Linked DNA regions of Rattus norvegicus: region 2 is linked to region 1. A link is a contact called in public Hi-C data. All regions are on one chromosome and are shown on one strand. The core of a region is the stretch at or near the end of the contact, and the rest is flanking DNA. Distances in the headings are between cores, read along the strand shown. Region 1 has its middle 29 kb from the start of Ctdp1. Region 2 overlaps Nfatc1 (nuclear factor of activated T-cells 1).

What was found. Hi-C and Micro-C count contacts between places; a contact is called where the count stands out from the background.
Region 2: a contact with region 1 is called in a Hi-C map of mammary epithelial cells, with 3 times the contacts expected there. The contact joins two enhancer-like sites. A contact is called at or near these places in 9 of 12 Hi-C or Micro-C datasets (the A7r5 cell line, Schwann cells, kidney and 4 more) and 1 of 1 datasets of contacts at active chromatin or transcription factors (oligodendrocytes).

The regions. Positions count from the first base shown.
Region 1 is chr18:76,217,108-76,220,772 of GRCr8, reverse strand. No RefSeq gene overlaps it. Among named protein-coding and RNA genes, the nearest start is that of Ctdp1, 29 kb to the right of the region's middle. Within about 2 kb of position 1,897, at least 7 of the 93 cell types and tissues checked have an H3K27ac peak or open chromatin away from gene starts, as enhancers often do.
Region 2 is chr18:76,321,734-76,325,398 of GRCr8, reverse strand. It overlaps Nfatc1 (nuclear factor of activated T-cells 1), which reads left to right. Exons shown (of 10, transcript NM_001415721.1): 10 at 2,180-3,665. The coding sequence ends at 2,229. Among named protein-coding and RNA genes, the nearest start is that of Nfatc1, 110 kb to the left of the region's middle. Within about 2 kb of position 1,713, at least 5 of the 93 cell types and tissues checked have an H3K27ac peak or open chromatin away from gene starts, as enhancers often do.

The sequences.
Region 1 (3,665 bases), core at 648-3,147:
TAGGCATCCCAGTGCCTGATATGTGGACAGCATTAGTGATTTGTTGCAGAGACAAATGCCTGATAAGAACCTCTTAAGGGAGGGTTTATCTGGGGACAGGCGCTGAATGGTAGAGTCTATCGTGACAGGAACAGTGTGGTGGTGGGTCCATGAGGCAGCTGGTCACACTACATCTAAGCACAGAGCGACTGACCTCAGCTCCTTCTGTGTGTTCAATCCAGGCTTCCATCCCACGGTCTGGTGCCTCCCATAGTGAAAGGGAGTCTTCCCGCCCCACCTAAACTAATCTACGTAATCCCTCGCAGGGGTGGTAGAGGCTTGTTTCTTATCTGATTCTAGAGCCCATCGAGTTGACAATCAAGGTTAACCAACACACAGGCCCTCTCTAAAAGAATAAGGGTGAGAGTTATGAACGGTACTGAGGCCAATATCAGGCACACTCTTCAATCTTCCCTTCTCCATGACCATTATGATAAAAAAAAACCCCACAGTTTGTTCTTTTGAGGAAACTGAATCTGTAGAACAGGCTAGTTAGACATCTGGACCACAGGCCAGGGAGATGGACACTAACCTCAACTTCTCAGGGTCCTTGTGAAGAAAGAACCACGCTCTATCCAGGAAAAGGGTGACTGTGAACTTGTTGTTTGCTTTATGCCACTCCAGGGAAGACAAGTGGCAGGTAAGAGACAGTGGAGGGACAAACAGAGAAGTGATGGCCAGGTGACTATTCCCTGGGGGAATGGTGAATCCCCCAGGGAATGGGGGCTCTAAGGTCCTCAGCAGCTTGTGTTTCAGTTTAGTATGTTGGGACTCTCAGCCCCTGAGAGGTGGATCCCCAGAACATAGATAGGTAGGATCCCTAGGGAATCTCGAGAGAGTGGACAGATCCCAAGGAAATCAGTGGAACCCCAGGAAATAGGCAGATTCCTGAGAAAGTTATGAGCCCCTAAGAGAGGAGAATCACCAAAGAATAGGAGGATGTCCTGTAACCTTTGTTCCACAGACACTGGTGACCACTACAGCGCTCTCTCATCTCTATCTACCTATCATCTATCTATCTATCTATCTATCTATCTATCTATCTATCTATCTATCTATCTGCTTTCCTCCCTCTCCTTCCCCCTCTCTCTCACACACATACACACATACATACAAATACCATACACACATACACACATACATACATATACCACACACATACATATACCACATACACATACATGCACACACACATGCACACGCACACACATACATGCACACACATACATACACACACATATATACATATACCACACACACATACACACATACATACATACACCACACACACATATACCACACACACATACATACACACACACATACACACACACATACATACATACATACATACACCACACACACATCACACACACATACATACACACACACACACACACATGTACACACACATGCACGCACGCGCCATGCTCTCAGCTTTCTCGTCTTCGTGTGTGGAGGGGAAGGAGAATGTGCCTATCGTGTAGGGTCAGGATTAACATTTCCAGTGCAGTATAAGCCGGTAATCAATAGACCTACCAGTCTGAGAGTAGACTAGCTTGTTTTCTTTTCTGCCACCCCATTTTAAAAAAATTTATAGGCTGAAATAAACATTATAACCAATAGGAGAGTAGCCAGACTAAGAGACTGACTTTTACTAAGAAGTCATTTAAGGAAAATAAAAATATCCGTTGTAATTACCCCCACATGCAGCAGCTAATTCTCTTTTTAATTCAGAGATATATGCAACTGGGACATTAGTGTGGCGGCATGAATTCCCAGGCCTGGAGCAAAAGCTGCTTCCAAGGTTGTCATCTGTAAACTGAGCCCTGGTGGGGCTGGATCAGGCTGCCAAGCTGGGGTTCCTCCCTGGCCTGTGGTGCTCAGACTCTGGCCCTGGTAGTCCTGCCTAGTCCACCCTGCTATCCCTTCACACACGCCAACTGACAGCTCACGTGCTCCTCCACCCACTACCTCCTTAACCCTAAGCCCTCCCCCTGCTGGATGACAGAGGTCGGGGTGAGAAGGATGGATCCTGTCCCTCTGCCCACTAACCCCTCTCTTCAACCATCCTGAGGGTCATCCCAAGCTTGCCAGCACCTTGAGAGTCCCCACACTAACCCCAGCCAGGCCCCACCACATCCCCAGGATTCCCCTCCTGCTTACTTCTACTCACCCCTCCCCTCACAGGCTGCCCCATTCTAGTATTCTTCAGGGAACTGGATTATCCCACACAAGCCTTCCTGGGACCCGCACCATACCATGTTGCTATATTTTCCCTCTTAATAGGGGTATAAGTGCCCTTACCACCCCAAAACTAAACAGACTAGTCGGTGATGACAGCCTTCAAAAGGTAACAATCTCTTGTCTCTAGTCCCAGGCCAAATCCTACTCAAAGACTGGTCCCTGAGAGAATGAGGCCAAGGGGCCTTTGGCTCTCCCTCTATGCACTAGGTGTCTTTAGAAATGGTCTCTCCTCTGCAGAGTGAGAAGGCAGACCCACGAAGGGAAGAGAACAGCTGGAGAAACCAACTGTGCCCTAAAACCATTGCCCATGTATGACCACTTCCTGTCCCAGAAAGGACATAGGACTTCCTGAGCCTCCTGTGGTGTCAGTGTCAGAAGGCAGAGTCACACACACAGAGCTCTGTTTACCATCCCCTCCCACAGCAGGGACATGTCCTCCCTGCCCAGCAGACTTGCATCCGGGCAGCCAAGCATCTCTTTCTGTCTAACAGCAAGTTTGGAACGCTCCACTGCCTGTGGCTTTTAAAGCTGAAGATGTCACTGGGCTCTCCCTGTTAGACACATATCATTTGCTTCACAGCCTGAAGCCCAAAGGCCAGATCTGTTAACCTCTGCTGCATGCAGAGTCCCGAGCTGGGTCTGGTGAAAAATGTGGCACCAAGGCAGCCATCACAGCCCCTCACCACCTCAGCAATCACCTTGATGCCTTTCTGTGATCAGCTGAGCGTCAACGTTTTAGTCCCTGTCGGGGACTGACCACTGGACAGTACTCTCAGGCACTTCTGACCTCCAAAAGCAATGGCAGCCTGTGTTCTTAAGGAAGCAGACTCTGTCCCCTGTCCCTAAGCACTGGCAGAGAGTCATAAGTGCTGCCCACTCAATCCTGGAGGGTCTCTGTTTTCAATGGGCTGGGGATGTGGGTCTGGTTCTTAATGTTCCGAAATGCAAACGGCTGAGGTTAAAGCACCATTCAGGGCGCTGCTGTGGACAGGGGTGACCATGAAGGAACAGAACAGCAAGCAGCTGTTGGAGGCTCGCCAGTACGAGAGAACCCCCAGACCACAATCCCCCGCGAGCAGGGGCTGAGACAGTGAGACACCATCCGGTCAAGAGGCAGCTCTCAGTACCTGAAACAGAATCCCAGAGACATCTTTAGGAAGGGCGCTGCCTCCAGGCTATGAATTTGAATAGTGTGGGTCCAGACTCCCAAGGCAGGGCCCTACAGAACCATAATGTTGACAGGCCAGCAAAAACTCCAGTCCACGCCAGCCCCGGAGCCGCCCACTGTCAGCCACACTTTCTTTTCCTGTGGCAGTAGGGATGGTGAAGACAAGTCGTCTCTAGAGAAAACCTCAGACTTCTGTTTTCAAATTGGAAAC
Region 2 (3,665 bases), core at 464-2,963, 100 kb before region 1:
TCTGTGTGATGTGTTTGAATGATGTCTGGCTTCTCTCACTGAGTCCAGTTAGAACATATCTGGAGCCCATAGAATCGCTTCTGCCTTGGAATGGTGGCTCTTCTCCTAGTCTTGCCATTTCACACTCGGCAGACATCTTTCCCAGCCCCACATGTCCACCTGCCGCCCAGAGACAGTCACCAGTCCAGAGCCCCAGGTGACAGAGAGTGCTTGTCCTAACTCTGCCCCTACCTGGGAACCCAGTCTGGGCAATGACCACACAGAGCCCTAATGCACTCAAGGCTTGGGGACCGTGTGAGACACATGGGACTCCCTAGCAGTCAGACCAAGCTGTCTGTCACCGGAACAAAGATGGGTGTGGCACAGTGGAGTTTGCTGTGGCTTGTCTCCGCCTTCACACAGAGAGCCTCTGCGCAGAGCTCCGTGCTTCATCAAGTAGGCCCTTATAACTAGGCCCCGAGAAATCCTAATTTCAGGCAAGCCCCTTTTCACCTTGAAGCAAAAAACAAACAAACAAACAAACAAACAAACAAAAACCTAGAGAAATGAAATTCGTGGTCTTTCTTGGTCAACTTTTCTTTGATTTGACTCTGAAGAAGTAGAGTATAAACTAGACAGGCGCCTCCTCCAGGAGGACTGCGCTCGTGGAAGGGCTAGCTAAATGCCTCTTAATGCTGGGGATCCCCGACTTACGCTGGTGATCCAAACATGAAGCTCAGCCTGAAGAGGTTGGCAAGAGACCGACAAGAAAGCGAGAAAGCGTGGACTCAGGAGGGACTCCGGAGAGACCTGTGACTGCGGCTTGTACTGCACTGAGCAGACAGTGCTTAGTCCTCCTGGGGTCCCTGCAGCCTAGCTGCTTCTCAGGGCTATGCAGCCGCCCAGCACCCACACTCCAGTATCATGGAAAATGCTGGTAGCTAAGGAGCTCCCAGGGCGCACTCCAGGGACAAGTTGAGTCCTGATTGCTGGTCCCAGACCAGCCTGTGAGCACCTGGGCCTTGTTATTCCTCATTAGTGGCTGAGAAGCCACAGGGCCAGAGGGAGTGTGCCTACCTTCTGGTATTTTCCACACCAAAGGGTGGGCCCTCTCCACAGGGTTCTCGGTGCTGTGGTCAAGGATCAATCCTGGAGCTCCACAGAGGGGCCCAGGGATACCCGCCGCCTCCCTACCCCTGCAAGAAGCTGACCAGGAAGCAGCCATGGTTCTTATTTGTAAGTGTGACTTTTGGAGGGAACAGTCCCAGGAATAGCAAACCCACCGGGGCATCCTGGAGTGGCAGTGGCCCTGCTGTAGGGAGCCTCGTAGTTGCCAGGCAGCCCCTTCGAGAGAGCTGAGCTCCGTGTGCCCGCCAGGCCTCCTCCTGCTATCAGTTCTCATGACACAGTTCCTGGTTCCCCCAACTGAGTTTTATTATTGTTATTCTTAAAACTATTGCTGAGGAAGGGGTGTTGAAAGGCAGCTTAGGGAAGGGAGTGGCGATGAAACGCACGCCCCCTGATGGCTCCAGGAAGCGTCCTCAGACAGGCTGGGGCCTCCGAGGGTGAGCTCCAGGGGCTTATCTAGGTACAGGCGGGGGCTCCAGCCCATGGGGAAGGGAAGCCCAGGCGGTTCCGTGACGTCAGCGTGGGTGCCCTGCCTTCAAACTCTGTTAGAAAAATGGAACGTGGTGACAGCCGCCCAGCCCAGTGACATTTCCTATCTCCCTGTGGATCAGGTGGCTGGGCAGAGAGGCAGGGTGGAGAGGGAGGGATGTTGTGCTGTTTGCTGGCGATGGCCTTCCCTAACTTCTCTCATTTCCTGTCCGTCTGCCAAAAATCACACACTGACAGTGGCCACCACTGGCTTGTGGGGGCCAGCGTGACTTGACCCTCTTCAGAAAAACAGATGAAATGCCCCAAACAAAGGGAGGCCCTCGGCCATAGTAGGTCCCTCTACCCCCCCCCCCCGGCCGCTGAGCACAGTCCAGATGTTACGGTGTGTCAACGTTTTGTTTTACAAACTTAGGGAACATCCTGGAGTTGACTCCTGTCCCGGAGATGGCGTTCTGCGGCATCTAAGCGTCACAGACGGAATATAACCCATTAGAAATGTGGTTGTTGGCACCCCTGCTACTGACTTGGAGGTTGGCAGTAAGGCACCATTTCCCTAATACTCTCTTCTCTCGTTTTCTTGCAGTAAATGAGATCATTCGTAACGACCTCTCCAGCACAATCCCCCACTCCTAATTCAGCACATTGGAGCTGGCAGAAGCCGTGAGGAGCTGGCTCAGTGCAGACAACCACGCTTCAGCAAGCGAGACTTTGATGAGATAAACTGGACCCACATCTGGTACCACTCAGAAAATCCCAACTTACCGAACGAATGCGGGGAGCTTGTGTCTGAAGAAACAGCTCTCCAAAACGACGGAGGAGCAGGAGAGGGGCCCACTGCACCTCTAGAAAGAAACACCATTTCAAGGAAAGAGAAGGGCTGGCCAGTGAGGCCAGGGGCAGACACTGGCCCACTGTGTGGCAGAATGACCCCAAACCTGACCCTCCTGCCCACTGGATTAAAACACTGGAAGTGCCTTATTTAGTCCAACCACCACACCAGGGCATATGGAAGTGTGCACTGAATTTCCTACCACGAGAGTATTCGTAGGAGCCAAAGCTATTAAAGAACACTTCCTTGGGAGGCTCTCTCCTTTGTACTAATCGATTGGATTCTGACGAGCTGTGGCCTCCCGCTTATCTCTAACTTTTCTGGCTGTCCCACACAATTCGCCTGCGTTATCCAGTGCGCTCTAGAGGCCATCCAGCCTGCCACCTTGGCACCTCTTTCATAGTCAGCCCCCTCCTCTGTGTGACTGAAACCACAGGTTTGTCTGTAATAGCATGCTGGGGTTCTTGTTCTTGATCCAGCTGCACTATAGTGAAGGAAGTTGAACAGCCCAAGACAGGGTCCCGGACAGAACAAAGCCTGCCTGCCTGCGCTACAGGACAGAGCCTGTGTTTGCATGCATGTACATATAGGCATATATTTATGTATAGATGTCCAAGGACGGGGATGGTGATGGCCAGTCTGTGCCCAGCGGGGACTTCCGTGTTAGCAATAACCAGTATCCACCTTGAGAGTGCACCTCGGAGTCCAGACCCTGCCTTCCATCACCTTCCACCAGGGTCCGTCACCTCTGGCAGGCAGGTGGCCTTTTCTTGTCTCGTGCAGTTACGGAGCACTCTAGAGCTGTGCCCAGATGCCCATCGGCTCCCAAAGGGCAGCATCCGAAAGTGGTTATGAGTAAGGAGTGTAATATATCTGTCCGATTATGAGATGATTACTTCACAGCAGCCTTATAGCTCTCTGCTTCATCTAAGGAAACAATTACCAAAAACGGTGTTTCTATACGCGGTCTGTGGATTGTGCGTTTTCAGATTAGCTACTGGTAACGGACAGGCTGGTGTCGGCTTCGTGTAATCAGCTGCTTATTACAGTTAACTAGCAGTGACCTATTATTTCTTATAACCAAAATAAAAAAAAAAAAAAAAGCATGGTTTAATTAAAACATGTTTAATGATGGTGCCTTAGGAGTTAATGCCCCCTTATGGAACAAGCCTGAATTGCACCTGTGGGTGGAAGCCTCAAGTTACTCACAGACAGACGGGGGGGACTCAACGACAGGAAA